3 separate regions of the Sus scrofa genome follow, and regions 2 and 3 are each linked to region 1. The links are chromatin contacts, called in public Hi-C maps. All regions are on one chromosome and are shown on one strand. The core of a region is the stretch at or near the end of the contact, and the rest is flanking DNA. Distances in the headings are between cores, read along the strand shown.

What was found. Hi-C and Micro-C count contacts between places; a contact is called where the count stands out from the background.
Region 2: a contact with region 1 is called in a Hi-C map of heart right ventricle, with 2.1 times the contacts expected there. The contact joins the promoter of MAMSTR here to the promoter of HSD17B14 in region 1. A contact is called at or near these places in 3 of 47 Hi-C or Micro-C datasets (heart right ventricle, liver and skeletal muscle).
Region 3: a Hi-C map of liver shows a contact between it and region 1, with 2.8 times the contacts expected there. The contact joins the promoter of FTL here to the promoter of HSD17B14 in region 1. A contact is called at or near these places in 2 of 5 promoter capture datasets (fetal liver and liver), 10 of 47 Hi-C or Micro-C datasets (alveolar macrophages, blood, embryonic fibroblasts and 4 more) and 2 of 2 datasets of contacts at active chromatin or transcription factors (alveolar macrophages and skeletal muscle).

Annotation. Positions count from the first base shown.
Region 1 is chr6:54,141,950-54,146,995 of Sscrofa11.1, forward strand. It overlaps HSD17B14 (17-beta-hydroxysteroid dehydrogenase 14), which reads right to left and starts at 2,194. Exons shown (of 10, transcript XM_021094705.1): 1 at 2,022-2,194; 2 at 1,496-1,661; 3 at 934-972; 4 at 658-740; 5 at 39-120. The coding sequence starts at 1,583. It overlaps PLEKHA4 (pleckstrin homology domain-containing family A member 4), which reads right to left. Exons shown (of 21, transcript XM_013998606.2): 18 at 3,379-3,397; 19 at 3,340-3,376; 20 at 2,834-2,946; 21 at 2,067-2,524. The coding sequence ends at 2,262.
Region 2 is chr6:54,055,665-54,060,710 of Sscrofa11.1, forward strand. MAMSTR (MEF2-activating motif and SAP domain-containing transcriptional regulator) reads right to left here and starts at 2,395. Exons shown (of 9, transcript XM_021094689.1): 1 at 2,154-2,395; 2 at 1,498-1,675; 3 at 283-320. The coding sequence starts at 1,645. RASIP1 (ras-interacting protein 1) reads right to left here. Exons shown (of 13, transcript XM_003127281.5): 12 at 4,025-4,172; 13 at 3,084-3,499. The coding sequence ends at 3,300. The region is part of intron 1 of LOC102161741 (a long non-coding RNA gene); the gene reads left to right.
Region 3 is chr6:54,228,297-54,233,342 of Sscrofa11.1, forward strand. FTL (ferritin light chain) reads left to right here and starts at 2,825. Exons shown (of 5, transcript NM_001244131.1): 1 at 2,825-3,177; 2 at 3,344-3,490; 3 at 3,845-3,970; 4 at 4,151-4,247; 5 at 4,250-4,460. The coding sequence starts at 3,076. The coding sequence ends at 4,302.

The DNA.
Region 1 (5,046 bases), core at 944-3,443:
CAATGGGACAGAGCCCGGGAAGCGGGTTGACAACTCACGGGAGCCGGCGTTGTTGACCACACAGTCCAGGCGGCCGAAGCGGCGGATGGTCTCAGAAAGAGGGTCTGAGGAGAAAGCTGTCTTGTGAGTGAACAGCATTGGCGCCCCTGCTGGGCTCCCCCAAGTGAGACGTGGCAGAAGCGGAGTCACCGCGGAGGGGACAGGACATTGTGGGGGCCGACCCCAAATCGCCAGGCATGGCAGGAGATGAGGAGACTGGACGCCAGGGTGCCAGAGACCAGAGGGCTGGTGACACACACCCTGAGCTCACTACTCCAGAGACCCAGGAGGGTGGGGGATGGGGGAGCAGATGAAGGGAAGGGGAGAAACCCTGGGAGAAGGAGAACTCTTACTGGATCCAGATCATGTGACAGGAGGGACCAGGGGCCTTGAAGGCCTGGGAGATAGAGGAGAATCTTCTCGGCAGACACAGGACGTGGCCAGCCGAGTTAGGAAAGCTTTGCGATGAAACTGAGCTGAGACTCTGGGGGCAGGTGTCATTTAGCCAGGAGATGGGGAAGGGTAGAGGGAATAGCATGTGCAAAGCCCGGGGTGAAGGGAGAGAGAGAACGATTGGAGATTGAGGGGGACGGGGAGGGACAGAAACTACGCGCTCACCTTCACATCATCCTCTTGAGTCACGTCACAGAGGACAAAGACAGACCCAGGCAGCTCCTGCTCCAGGGTCCGACCAGTGGACTCTGCAGGAAGAGAAGGGCTGGGGGCTGGAGCCTGGGTCTCAGAGAGGAGGGGCTGGGGGCCCAGGATCCTGGGTCTGAGGGAGGAGGGCTGGGGCTGGATCCTGGGTCTGAGGGAGGAGGGTGCTGGGGCCTGTATTCTTCTTGAATCTAAGGGAGGAGGCAGTGGGCTGAGGACTGGGGGACCCTCACTCACCGTCTTTGTCACAGATCACCACCTGGGCGCCACTTTCCACTGCGAATAGACAGGGAATAGGTTAGCCCTGCAGAGACCTTGGTGAAGATCTCTGCTGCCCTCTGTGGCCACCCGGAACAGGGCCGTTCCCCCCCCACCACCGCCCCAGCTCTGTTCCCCTCGTGACCCCAAAGTCTCATGATGATCCCGTAGGGCAAAAGGCAGAAGCCTAGCCTTCTCCTTGGCTATTCCAGGTGACTTCTGGGGCTCCTGAGTCTCCATCCCTGGGTTCTAGAGTAAACCCTAAACCTCCAAAAGACATATTCCTTCAACCACCACCCCCGGCCCCCCATTCTGTAGCAATAGCTGAGACCCAGAGAAAGGGAGTCAATGGCATTTGAAAATCCGCCGCAATCTCAGGCCCCAGGCCACCTCTGCCTTCCCTTCGTTAACTTTGCAAATTGGATTTTACGAGACAAGAATCTAGATTCCAGTACAGAAGATACTTCGTCCCACACCCATTAGCCCCCGGGTCCCTCCGCTCCCAGACTCCACTGTTCAGAGCCGACCAGACCCCACTCACCGAAGGCTCGGACGATCCCAGCTCCGATGCCGCGCCCGCCCCCCGTCACGATTACCACCTTCCCGGCATAGCGCGTTCCCGTTGCCATCCCGCGTCAGAAGGTCTCCTTCGGCCACTCACTCACACTCACTCGAGGCTTCTATCCCCCTCTGAAGTCCGGTGAGGTCTTGGGGTCGAACCATAAATAGGGGCTGGATCCTGAAGCCCGGCCCCGGGGGCGTTGCCAGGAAAGCCAGAAGCCTGGAACTTGGCCCCAGCCCCCTCCTCCCTCAGACCCAGGAGGCCGGTCCCCCAACCCTCAAACTCGGGATTCCTGGAGTCCGGCCCCCTCTGCCGGACCTTGGACTCCAAAGTCCAGGTCCCGGGTCCTCTCTTCCTTCAGACCCAGGAATCCAGGTCGCCGGCCCCCTCCTCCCTCAGACTCAGTAATCCAGACCTCGAGCTCCCCCCGTTCCTCTGACACACAAAGCTGAGTCCGCTGTCCCCTCCTCCCGCGGGACCCAGGAGTTCACCACTCCAGCTCTACCTCTTCGAGACACCGGTGTCACAACTCCAAACAGACAGAAAGTTATCGACTAAGAGTTCAATGTTTTAATCCAAATTTGGACAAGTATTGGGAAAATCAAACTTTGGCCAAAGTAGCCACTCCTCGGCCACCGGGAGGGGACCAGATCACGCCCTCAGGTGAGGGAAGAGGCTCCATCTGTCCCGGAAGTACCTCCGGGACACGCCCTCCAGCTCTGATTGGCTGCCCTGCTTGGGCGGGTCAGAAGCTGGACTGTAGCAGCGTGACTCTCAGAGGCCACGCCTCCTCGTCTGGGGTTAGCGCGGGAGGGGCGGTCCCGGAATCCCAGGTCGGCTCCCAAGAGGCCGGGCCTGCGTCGCGCCCAGTCCCTCGGTGGGAGAACCCCGTGGAGTGGGAACTGGCCACTGGAGGAGATCTTGGGGGCGAGGACACGCAGGGCGTGGGATCTGACGGAGGTGGCGACGCAGGGGGAAGAGGGTCTCCTCGAGAGTCCAAACTGCCACCTGGAGAGGACGGACGGAGAACGAGAATGGCAAACTTTGGGACCCAGAAGTCCCGACACCCAGGACTTTCCTCTCAAACCTAGGAGTCCAGGCTCCCCGTCCTCTCCTCCCCAGACACGGCAGTCCTGGGATCCAGTCCCCTCCTACTGGGGTCTGGAACCCCCAAGCCCTGTCCAGCTCTTTCTTTACCAAGGCAGAGGGTTTCTGGCGGTCGTCGGACCCCCCTCCCCACCAGGACCTAGGATTCCGGGCCTCCAGACTCCCTCTTCCCTAACACCCAGGAGCCCAAGGTCCCCAGCCCATTCTCACCTGTCATCATTCGGTGCCACTGTGACGCCTCAGCAGCCAAGGCTTGAGAGAGGCTGAGAACTCGCTCCCGGTGACCCTCAGATGTTGGTAAATAAGGGGTCGTGTTCCTCGGACTAGAAAAAAGAAGATGCAGGGGTGGCCTTGAATAATTTGCCTGTAAGGTGAGGACCACGGTGCAGAGCGTGTCCTTCTGGGAGTTGTAGTCCCTAGCATATGGCTCTAAAGGATTTTGAACAGGGCGAGACCCTCTTTTTAAGTCTGCGTGCATTATGGGATCTGTAGTCCAATTGCCCGAAAACTTCCCGACAGAGGAGCAGAGTTTGACAGCAACGGTGGAACCGCTGTGAACTAGGGCTTTCTCATTCCCCAGGAATTCAAGCGTCTCTGAAATGTTCTGCCATCCATACCCTGGTACTCAAGAGTACTCAGGAGACATTAATACTTAATGCTACTCCTCACCCTTTTGTTGACTTTCTTGCTTCTAGTTTGGATCTCCAATTCCTTACCTGCTCCAGGACCCAGAGCTTCTGAGCCATTTCTGGCTCCTGAGTGTCCCAGGGCAGGCTGCAAAGGAATTGGAGCATTAGAATTCCTCCCCCAGGAAGCCCTCACGTCCTCATTTTGAGGATGAAGTGAAGGAGCTTAGCGAAGAGAGAAAATTGCCCCCCCCCAAACATGGCAAATGTCTTTTTTTTTTTTTTTTTGTCTTTTTTGTCTTTTGTCTTTTTGTTGTTGTTGTTGTTGTTGTTGCTATTTCTTGGGCCGCTCCCGCGGCATATGGAGGTTCCCAGGCTAGGGGTTGAATCAGAGCTGTAGCCACCGGCCTACGCCAGAGCCACAGCCACGCGGGATCCGAGCCGCGTCTGCAACCTACACCACAGCTCACGGCAACGCCGGATCGTTAACCCACTGAGCAAGGGCAGGGACCGAACCCACAACCTCATGGTTCCTAGTCGGATTCGTTAACCACTGCGCCACGATGGGAACTCCGCAAATGTCATTTTTATGTAAGATCCTTTGTCTGGAAAATGTCTATGACTGTACCTTCGACTTCTAACAGACAGGACAATTCTCAGCTTTTTTTTTTTTTTTTTTAATGGCCACACCCACAGCATATGGAAGTTCTCAGGCTAGGGATCAAATGGGAGCTGCAGCTGCCAGTCTATGCCACAGCCACAGCAATGCCAGATCTAAACCGAATCTGCAACCCACACTGCAGCTTGTGGCCAGGCCAGATTCCCCAATCCACTGAACGAGGCCAGGGCTCAAATCACATCCTCACGGACACTATGTCAGGTTCTTAACCCGCTGAGCCACGACAGGAACTCATCTCAGAGCTTTCTGAGAGTCTATCTCCCAGGTAATAATCCTGCTGGGCTCCAAAAAAATTCCCCTTTTTTTCTTGTTAACTTGACTTTATTAGGATTTTCATGGAGAGACTCACAGATGGCTGCCCTCCTTGTTTGTCTGTAACAAGGCCAGAAACAGACCTTCCAAATTCACATTCCTTTTGTCGTAAATGATTAGCTGAACTCTCTGTCCCCCCAAACTAGCTAGACATAGAGATAAATGCTTGTTCAGCTGACTGAGATGCGCTTTAAACAATCCCCACCATAAAAATGATAAAATCACCCCACCTATGACTTGTCTAATTTCTCCCGAGAAAAGTTTATGATGAAACCATCTTGCCCAGACACCCTGATCTTCAGACCTGGAGGGTTCTCCCCCTGGTAACCGTGTGAATAAAATTGATTTCCTGGAGTTCCCACTGTGGCTCAACAGGTTAATGACCCAGTTTGTCTTCGTGGAGGCGCCGGTTTGATCCCCAGCCCAGGGCAGTGGGTTAAGGATGTGGCATTGCTGCAGCTGTGGTGTAGGTCACAGCTCTGGCTCAGATTTGACCCATGGACCAGAGACTACCAAAAAAGAAAGAAAAAAAAATCAATTTCCTGGAGTTCCCTGGTGGCTCAGCAGGTTAAGGATCCCTCATTGTCACTGCCATGGCGTGGGTTGGATCCCCCACCCAGGAACTTCTGCATTCTGCAGGCCTGGCCGAAGCTAATAAGAGTAAATGAAATAAAATTGATTTCCTTACTTGCTCAAGTTTTTAATCTTTTTTTTTTTTTTTTGGCTTTTGATAACACATAGCAACTGAAAAGCAAAACTGAGCTCCTAATCCAGGTCTGTGGACACCCCCCCCGCCCCCACCCCTG
Region 2 (5,046 bases), core at 1,145-3,644, 86 kb before region 1:
CCAAGTATGGAGTCTGGGATGCCTGTCTTCTCCAAAGAAACAAGATTCATGCATTTCACTGCAGTGAGAAAAGCCCGAGAGCGGGAAGGAAAGCTCCTGGGGTGGGGCAGCCGTGGGACCTGTCCTCCCAGGTCCTGGGAAAGGACAGGATGGGACTTCAGTGTACCCCTGGGGCCTAGGGACTGAGGCTCGGGAACCAAGCTGGATATCTGGTGGCCGCAGTCCTGGGTGCCCCGAGGGGAGCAGGGCCACCATCCCCGCCCTTTCAGGGCCCACACTTACTGGGTCCTGATACCGTCTGTAGATCCGAAGCTGAAGAACTGTGGAGGGATGGGGGAGGAGAAAGGCAGGAAGGGAGTGTCCAAGAGCCCGGCCTGGCAGGCGGGTGTGAGCTGCAGTTGTTGCTGGGACCACGTGCCCAGCCCCCTTACACACCCCGAGAGCGCAGGCTGCGGGTGGGCGGGCAGCCGGCTCCCTTCCCGGGCCTTCTGCCTGCTCCCTGCCAGCACAGCGCTGAAGGCCAGAGCCGCTCTGGGGCTGGGAGCCAGGCAGCGTGTGGGTGGGAGGCGGCCCTGCCCCCGGCTCCACCTGCCCCCTCACCAGCCATGCCCACCCATCCTCGCCGTCTTAGCGTTTGTCCCGTGCCTCCTTTTCTCCGTGCACCCCGTTTTGCACACACCCTTCTGTGCTACCTCCCCTCAGTCACCCCCTTGGCACACCAACCTTTAAACACGCATTTCCTGGGGCTCTGGTTTTGCACCTACACTCTTTTTGCCCACTGGTACCCTTTGCCCCGCTTCATGCTTGGCTCGTTGTCTTGGCACACACCCAGCCACGTGAACACACTTATTTGCACATTCATGATTTGCCCCCCCCCCCAGTTTTGGAGCAAAGATCTCTCTTTGCACATTTCTGCTCTTTGTGCAAGTACACTCTTGCACACTCCTTGCTCTTTGGTTTTCTTATCTTTGTACCCACCCAACTATGGAAGCACACTTATTTGCACACTCAAGCACGCTGTCTACTCAGGACTTGACTTCCAGGTATCCCCACGTGCACACTTTCCACCTGCGCTGGGACATGCAGTGCACCCTTTGACCCTTTCGAGGCTTCCCAACTCACTGTCCCCTCCCTCACCCACAGTTCCACACCGGGCACTCTGAAGTCCCAGCGCTGGGTGCTCCTCCTCTTTGCACAGTATCAGTTTAAACCCCTCTGCCTTTACGGTACCGGCCCTCTGCACACCCACCCCAAGTCTACTCCCCACTGTTCGAGTGAGCATCGCACTAGCCATTTGTACACTCACTGTCCACAACTCGACTGCTTTGCTGGAGCTTCCTTTATACACACAAATTATCTTTTGCACAGAAAACATATGTCTCCTGGGTGTAACCACCCCCCTCCCATCTCACCGCCGCCGTGCACACTCCCAGAGTCAGATTATGTCCCCAGGACCGGGGGACCCCTCCCCTACATTCATTGAGAGAAGCTTCTCACCCGATCGGAACTTGGAACGAATGATTTGGGAGCGCTGGGAGGAAGCCGCCAGGGTCATTGCCAAGGCTGGTCGGGGACCTGGACTGGGGAGGGCAGGGCCCCCACAGGAGGCAGGGTCAGAGTGGAGGTCAGAAGGCGTCCCCCGCATGTGAACACAGCAGGGAAAGGGCCTAAGGAACTTAGAGAAGGGGGAGGCCTTGAGTGGTATCTTCTGAATCCTGGGGAAGGAGGCGACTGGGGGCCCAGACTCCTGGGTGTGAGAGACCAGAGGGCTGGGGACCAGGACTTCTGGGTGTGAGGGAGAAGGGGCTGAAGGCCCCAATCCTGGAGCCTGAGGGAGAAAGGACCTGAAGTCTGGGGCTCCTGGGTCCTAAGAAGGAGGGCACTGGTGGCCTGGACCCCAGATCTGTGAAAGGGGAGGAAGGAAAAGGGGATGAAGGGCAGGAACTCAATACTCCGAGGGGCCTAAAATCTAACCAACAGCCTTGATCAAGGGCAGGTCCCAGGGGAGCAGAATGGTCTCTGCCTCCTGCTTTTTAGAAGGGCGTGGGTGGATGTCAGCCACCACGGTCGATGGGGAAGGGACTGGGATCAGAGAGGTGACAGAAGAGTTAGGGCGGGTTCCCCTCCCACCCCGCACCCCAGGGGCTTCTCACCAGGTGGGCTCTGCGCAGTCGTGCTTTGCAGCCGCTTCAGTCCCGCGATCTAAGCCAGAGGCCGCAGGCCCCGCCCCACCAGCCTTTAGGGGGCGCGTCGAGAGCGGTGGAGGCTGGCGGGGGAGACCGGAGCCCCTCCTGGCATCCCGAGAAGGGGCGGGAGCACGGGCTGCGAGGGCCTGGGGCGGGACTGACGTCGGGGTTCCTGCCTCCTCCTCCTCCGCCTCCTGGAGTGGGGCGGGGCAGCGGGGGTCGGACTGACAGAAGCAGGTGCCAGGAGAGGGGCTCAGGGTGAGCAGCAGCGGCAGGTGGTCGTGCCCCGGCCTTGCAGGCAGGTGCCACCTGTCGCTTACTTTTTCCCTGACGCAGCAGCGGGAGTCGGATTCAGGGGAGTGAAAAGTTCAAACTGGAGCCCTGGATTCCTGGTTCTGATGGAGGAGGGAGCTGGGGACCTGATTTCTGCGTTCGAAGAGAAAGGGCCGGGGACTTGGACTCCTGGGCCTGAAGGAGTGGGTTGGGAGCTCCGTACTCTCGGGTGTGAAGGAAGAGGGATTCCAGAACAGGGACAAGAGGTGCTGAGACTGACTCATCGGTGTGCTCGACAGGCAGAAAGGGCCAGAAGGGACTTGGAAACCCAGACACCTGGGTCTGAGAGAGGAGTATGGGCTTCGGAGGTCACCCTTCAAGTGTTGGCTATTTCCCACTGGCAGGACTGATCTTTGGCAGAACAAGTTTAAAGCCCTGTCCTTAAATGCATGGGAGGCCCCCGTGCTCCTGGGTTGGATTACATGTAAGAGGGCAAGCTGAGGCCGTGGCTATAAATACCTCGGCGAACTCGGCAGGAGCCCAACACTCCCGGCAAGGGCCCTGATGCCTCATTTCACAGAAAATCAATATCACCACCGCTCCCAAGTCTTAACAAGTGAGACGTTGCCAATCCGACAGATACCTTTATTGCTGCTGGTACTCAAATCCCAAACCCATCTTCCCATTGTCCCATCCTCTACTACTCCAGAACTCAAACTCCCAGTATTCCACGCGGGGGAAAAAAAACTACAATTCCCAGAAAGCTTTGCGCTCGGGTGGGCTCTAGTGGCTAGAAGCCAAGGAATTTTCAAGGTTCGCGCGTTCGTTCGATATGGGTGTTCAAGGAGGCGTGGTCACGGGAGGTCCGTGGCGATGATTGGCTGGTAGTTCCTGCTGCTCAAGGTCCCAGAGGAGGCGGCGGAGCCTGCGCAATTCACGATGCAGGGCGTCGTCGGTCACCGGACCGGTGAGGCAGAGGCGCGAGCTGCCCAAGGGCAGGATGAGGGGAGGGTGGGAGGAGAAGCTTTCGAAGATGTCCCCTATGAGACCGAAGAACAAGGAGTTAAGCTCTGAAAATGGGCATGAGGCAGCAGTGTCGGGGAGAGCCGAGGCTGCGTCACACCCGAAGGAAGGAAAAACTTAACACCCCCCACCAGCAACTCCTGTAGCAGGGTCCCCACAAAGGCTCCCCTTGGGGTGCCCAAGCATCATGGGAATTGTGGTTCAGACTATGCAAGGCCACTGTGGCCTGGGAAATGGGCGACCTGGTTGGGTTCTTGGATCCGTAAGGAAGGGCTGGGCACTTCATTTCACAGATTCCTTAGAGTGGAGAGGCCTGGAATCTGGCCTCCTAGGTGAAGGGGGTAATTTGCGGGGGAAAGAGGCTGAGGGCTGAACCCCTGTATCCTGAAGGAGAATCCTGTATCCTGGGATCCAGCACTTAGATCCTGGGAGGAGGAAAGGGTTTGGGTCCAGAATCCTGATCAGAAGGCTGTGGATTGCTAGGTTCTCAGGACCTAGAGAAAGCTGACAGTCCCAATGCCTGTGTCCCGATTTCTCCCCACCTGTGTCCACAGCATCCCGCTCTGCAGAGGGAGGATCCCAGGCAGGTGGAGGCCCGCGGCCAGGACCCAGCTGGTAATGGCTGAGCAAATGGTGGAGCTGAGCAGGGGTCAGTGTGGGATGGTCAGTTCGTAGGCTGCTCCACGAAGCCTGGTGGGAAAATGGGATGAGAGATCCTGAGGAAGGCCCTCCATAGAGGGCATGGATGTAGTGGGTAGACAGTGGTGTCTGTGCGGTGTCTTCTGGGCACTGTGAGGCCTGTTGTCACCAAAGAGATGGTGGGGAAAGGGCACACGCTCGGCTTTAAAAAAGAAAAATGTGTCTGCTTCAGAATACATGGGGAGGTAGGTGTGGGTGGAGAAGAACAAAACTGACCATTAATTTATGTTACTGTGTGCAGAGGTGTTGTTATCTACTATGGCTACTTTTCGGATCTGTTTGAAAATTTCTTTTTCATTTTTTAAATTTTTAAAAATTTTTTGCCATTTGTTGGGCCGCTCCTGTGGCATATAGAGGTTCCAGGCTAGGGGTCTAATTGGAGCTGTGGCTGCTGGCCTACGCCAGAGCCACAGCAACGCCAGATCCGAGCCACGTCTGTAACCTACACCACAGCTCACGGCAACGCCGGATCCTTAACCCACTGAGCAAGGCCAGGGATCGAACCTGCAACCTCATGGTTCCTGGTTGGATTCGTTAACCACTGAGCCACAACGGGAGCTCCTCTGTTTGAAAATTTCTGAACCTAACCTAGATCTAGGCAACAGAATCACCAGGGTGGTTAAAACCAGAGACTCTGAACCAAGCAGACTGCTTGGGTTCAAGGGCCCCAGACCGCTCATTACTGAGCCACTGTGCTCACTCTCCTCACCAGCAAACTGGGGGAGAACAGCAAGTACCTATTATAGTCGTTATGAGGATGCGATATGGCAGGATTGTAAAGTACTTAGAACTGGCCTGGGCTTATTAAATATTCTGTAAAAGTTTGATACTTAAAGGTAAAAAATGAAATCAAGTGACCAATTGT
Region 3 (5,046 bases), core at 1,575-4,074, 87 kb after region 1:
CACAGTCCCCAGGGGAAGGGAGGCCACCTGAGACCACATGTGTCGTGTGTCACAGCCCAGGGTACCATGCTAGAGGCGACCCTGGGGCAGGCCCAAGCCTGCAGATGAGCCCGGGGCCTGGGCGGGGGCTGCGGTGTGGGAGTGAGAGAGATCAGGGTGGCCGGGTGCAGCGTAGGCCTCCTGGATCCCCGGGAACTGGGGCCTCGAAGCTTCCACATGTGGGACTGCCGGAAGTTGCACGTTTACTGAGGTGGAGAAGTGGAGACTAATAGGGCAGAGGAGTGTGGGGCAGACCTTGGGAGGACTTGGGGAGCAGGAAGAGGCCCTGAAGCCTTGGGGGGAAGCTTCTGGAGACTGGAAGAGAGGCCTGAGCTTGGGCTGTGTGGCCAGAGAGGAGGGATCCTGGCTGGAGACTAGCGGGCCTCAGAGCGTGGGGCTGGAGGAGCAGCCCTGGGGTCTGGCCCTTCAGGAGACAGCAGGTGTCAGAAAAGGGGCTTACAGAGAATGAGGCCTCTGGGAGTGTCACAGTCTGTGCTCCCTTCTCTCTGGGTCTCTGTCCCCCTCTGTTTTTGTCTCCACCTCCCTTTCTAGCTCTCTGGCTGTCTCTCTGTCTCTGTCCCCCTCTCCCTGGGTCCTTGTGTCTCCTCTGTTCCTGTCTCTCTCTGTCCCTCTCTGAGCCTCTGCCCCTCCCCCACCTCTGTCCCTGTCTCCCTGGGTCCCCAGCCCTTGTGATCTCCCCTCAACTGTCATCCTTCTCTCGGTCATCTCTGTCTCACCCCCCACCCCCGCCTATTCTGCCACACTCTCCCTATTGCCTGTCCACCAGCGGGGCCGCCCAAGGCTAAAGGTCTTTGGGCGGAGGGATGAAATTTGGTGAATGAGTAACCCAGGCCCCATTGTGACTGTGTGCCTGGGGCCACTGCCCCACCCCTAGGGCCACCCAGTCTGGGGAGAGGTGTCTGATAAGACGGCAAGGGGAGACAGAGTCATCGGCCCAGAGGGGACATTATGGCCACAGGTGGGAGCCCAGGGAGACCATCACGGGCACTAAAAAGACAGTAAGACTCGGAGACAAAAGCACAGGCCATACAGTGCCTTGGGGGAGGGGGCCAGACTTGGGGCCCAGCCAGGCCTAGCTCCCAGGGCCCTGGCCCAGGCTGCAGCCACCCCCGTGGAGATGAGGTCAGCGAGCCGGTCCCACCCCGCTCCTCTGCCGGCGCCCCTTCCTGCGCTGAGTTCAGCATGACTCAGCATGGCTGCTCTCCTGGCCACTGGCCCAGGCACCCCTGGAGGACCCCAGATACCAGCCTGGCTGGAGCCCCCTTGATCAGGGGGTGCCCTGCCTGGGCTGCTTGGAAAGGCTTCTCCGCGAGGCAGGCCCAGACCTCCCCCACCCGACGACCCCCAGCAGTTCCAGCTCCCCTGTCCCAGCCTCCAGCTGCCTGCATTAAGGGCGCCTAAATAGGGTCAAGTTCCTGTCTTTGTTTCTCCTTTCTCCCAACAACAAGGAGCTCCTTGAAGGCAAGAATCTTGGTATGAGCTGGCACTGCCACCCAGGCACCAACCTGGACCAGACACAATTTTAAAATGTCCCTTAGTTAAAGACAGACATCCCAGCCACCAGTCCTCAGCACCTGTCTCTGATCTTTTTGTTTGTTTCTTAGGGCTGGCACCTGTGGCATATGGAAGTTCCCAGGCTAGGATGTGAATCAGCTACAGCTGTGATCCGAGCTGGGTCTGCGACCTACACCACAGCTCAGGGCAACGCCAGATCCTTAACCCACTGAGCGAGACCAGGGACCGAACCTGAAACCTCATGATTCCTAGTTGGATAGTTTCTGCTGCGCCATGATGGGAACTCCCCCACCTCTGTGATCTTGAAGGAGCATGTGTCAGGCAAGACAGAGGCAGCTTCAGAGAGATTGCTTTGGAGCCAGGATATGCAACCTCAGAGAAACCTCCAAAGTTCCAATGTCCTTTCACCCCTTTCCATCTCAGCTCCCACAAAAACAGTGGGCTTTCAAAAAACCCCACAGGATTCCAAGTGGCCCAATCTTTTGAGGGCTCCCAAAGGGCTCTCCAAGAGCCCCCACCTCTTTAAGAAGATCCCACTAGGCTTCCAGAAACATCCCTCTCCCTTATTCCCAGGCTGAATCCCAGGGCTCTCCAACTGTCTCTTTTAATCTTGCAGATCACCTCAAGGGCCCAAGACTTCCCCCTGGAAGTTTCCATAAAAATAGGGACTTCCATGGTCTTCCGAATTCACTTTTGAGTGAACCCCAAGTCTCCAGGTGCCCCAGCCAACCCATTTCACAGAGAGCACCCTAAGTATCTAGAAATATCTCACAGCCTTCCAAACTTCCCAATGATCGAGGGCCCCCCCCAACCCGACCCCTTATCTCCCAGGGCAACCCCACTCCTCTGGACGTTTCTGCACCTCTGAGGAACCCCCAGGGCTCCAGAAAAGTCCTCGCTCTGACACAACCCCCGCATCCAACCTACTTTCCTGAGACATCCTCAGGAACCAAGAATCATTATTTTCCAGGGCTCCCAGTGCTCTCACTAATCTTTCACTACCAGGAAGTACCCCTAGAATTCTCTCACTTCCCAGATTTAGTCCCAGAACCCTTGCTCCCCATGAAACCCCCCATCCCGCGATTTCTCCTTTCACAACAACCTCGCGCTCAGAGCGCGTGACTTCCCTACCTCCGGGCGGGAGGCTGGGGCTCCTATCTGCTCCTGATTGGTCACGAGCGAGCTCCAAGTCCAGCCTCCCGCCCCCGCAGATTGGCTGACTCCTCTCCCCGACCGCCCCACTGCTCAGGTTCCCCGCGCGCTATAAAAGGAGCCGCCCTGGCCACAAACTCGCAGTGTGCTCGGCGGTCCCCCGGATCTGTCTCTTGCTTCAACAGTGTTTGGACGGAACAGACCCAGGGACGCCCCTTGCTCCAGCCTCCGACTACCCTCCAACCTTTTTTCCAGTCGCAACCTTCGGACTCCGCCTCTCAGCTATCTTCAGTCTCCGGGACCAGCCAACACCATTTTTTGAGCTTAGCTCCTTATTGCCGACCAGCCATGAGCTCCCAGGTTCGTCAGAATTATTCCACCGAGGTGGAGGCCTTCGTCAACCGCCTGATCAACATGCATCTGCAGGCCTCCTACACCTACCTCTCTCTGGTAAGGGTCCCCAAGATGCCCCCGGCCCAAGTTTCCCTTAGCTGCGCACCTCTGACCCTCTGCGCACGCGCTGGCCTTCTTTGTCCCACTGTGTAGTTGGAAGGCGGAGTCCGCAAGCCCGGCCTCGCCTCCGGCTAACCATTGTTCACGCCTTCTCTTCCCGCAGGGCTTCTATTTCAACCGCGACGATGTGGCTCTGGAGGGCGTGAGTCATTTTTTTCGCGAATTGGCCGAGGAGAAGCGCGAGGGTTCGGAGCGTCTCTTGAAAATGCAAAACCAGCGCGGTGGCCGCGCCCTCTTCCAGGACGTGCAGGTAAACAGTGTGAGCAGCGGACTACGATTCCCAGCGGCCCCTGCGCTTGAAGCCCTTTGACCAGGGCTGTTCAGGCACGGCGTAGGCTTCTGGGAGATGGAGTTCAGTTTTGTGTGGGTGGTTGTATTACAGCTGGAAACGGAGGCGGGTTCAGTTCCCCCACGAAGTGGCGGTCCAGACCGCAGCGTGTGGTATCCTGGAGCGTAAGGTTGTGAGACACTGAGGGTGATCGATTTAAGCTCTTAGACGTTTTTTCGGCTTAAGCCCTAACTCCCGTCACTACTGGGAAATTAGTTTTTAGTCCTTTCCAGCGTGTGCGTGGTTAGTACTGAGCGGTCTCTGCCTTCCGTATAGAAACCATCTCAAGATGAGTGGGGTAAAACCCAGGACGCTATGGAAGCCGCCCTTCACTTGGAGAAGGGACTGAACCAGGCTCTTGTGGATCTGCATGCGCTGGGTTCTGCCCGCGCAGACCCCCACGTGAGTATCTCCATTTTCTCCCTATCCATCCCAAGACCTTTCCTGGCAGGAAGCCTGCATCTTGAGTTAATAGTTAACCTTGGCCACGTTTGATTGGGCTCATTGCCTTCTGAGCCTCCCTCCCCCATCCATCACATTGTTAGATTTACAAATGGTAACATTTTCTCTTCTATCACTCAGCTCTGTGACTTCCTGGAGAACCACTTCCTGGATGAGGAGGTGAAGCTCATCAAGAAGATGGGCGACCACCTGACCAACCTGCGCAGGCTCTCTGGTCCCAGGCTGGGCTGGGCGAGTACCTCTTCGAAAGGCTCACACTCAAGCACGACTAGGAATCTCTGGAGCCCAGGGGCCTTGGAGGCGCTCCTCTGGTGCCTGGGCTTCTGCCGGAAGCCCCTTTCTGCAGCCACGAGGCACCATTCTTAACCACCCTGGAGCCCTCTCCCAAGTCTTGGACCAAATGGAAACAATAAAAGCTTTTTGCAGCAGATCGTTTTGGTTTTGTATGTGTAATGGGGGAAATAAGAGGTGGGATCTACTGTCACAAAGCTTCTGGCCCGAGAGAGAAGGTGCTGTGTCTTTTAAGGCAAGATGGCAGTAGCAGATTCTCGCTTTGGGGGGCTGTCATCTTACTCCAACTAGATAGTAGAGCCCAGATTCCAGGGAGGGTCTACTTAGACCTGGGCTTGGTAGATAACAGTAGCTGGAAACTGGTTCAGATGAGTGATTATGTTGCCAGGCACTGCCACCCTCTGAAAGTACTGACTCAATCTTGAGAGGTTAAGGAGGACTGAGCTTCTTTATTAAATGGGTGAATTGAGACAATTAACTAAATCGGCCATGGCAACCAGGGAGCACACCCAGGTCTGGCCTAAGGCTGCTTGGAGATCCTTATTATATGGGTGAGTGGAGGCAATTGTTTTTTTTGTCTTGCCTTTTCTAGGGCCACACCCGCAGCATATGGAGGTGTCCAGGCTAGGGGTCTGATCGGAGCTGTAGCAGCCGGCCTACACCACAGCCACAGCAACTAGGGATCCAAGCCACATTTGCGACCCACACCACAGCTCATGGCAACG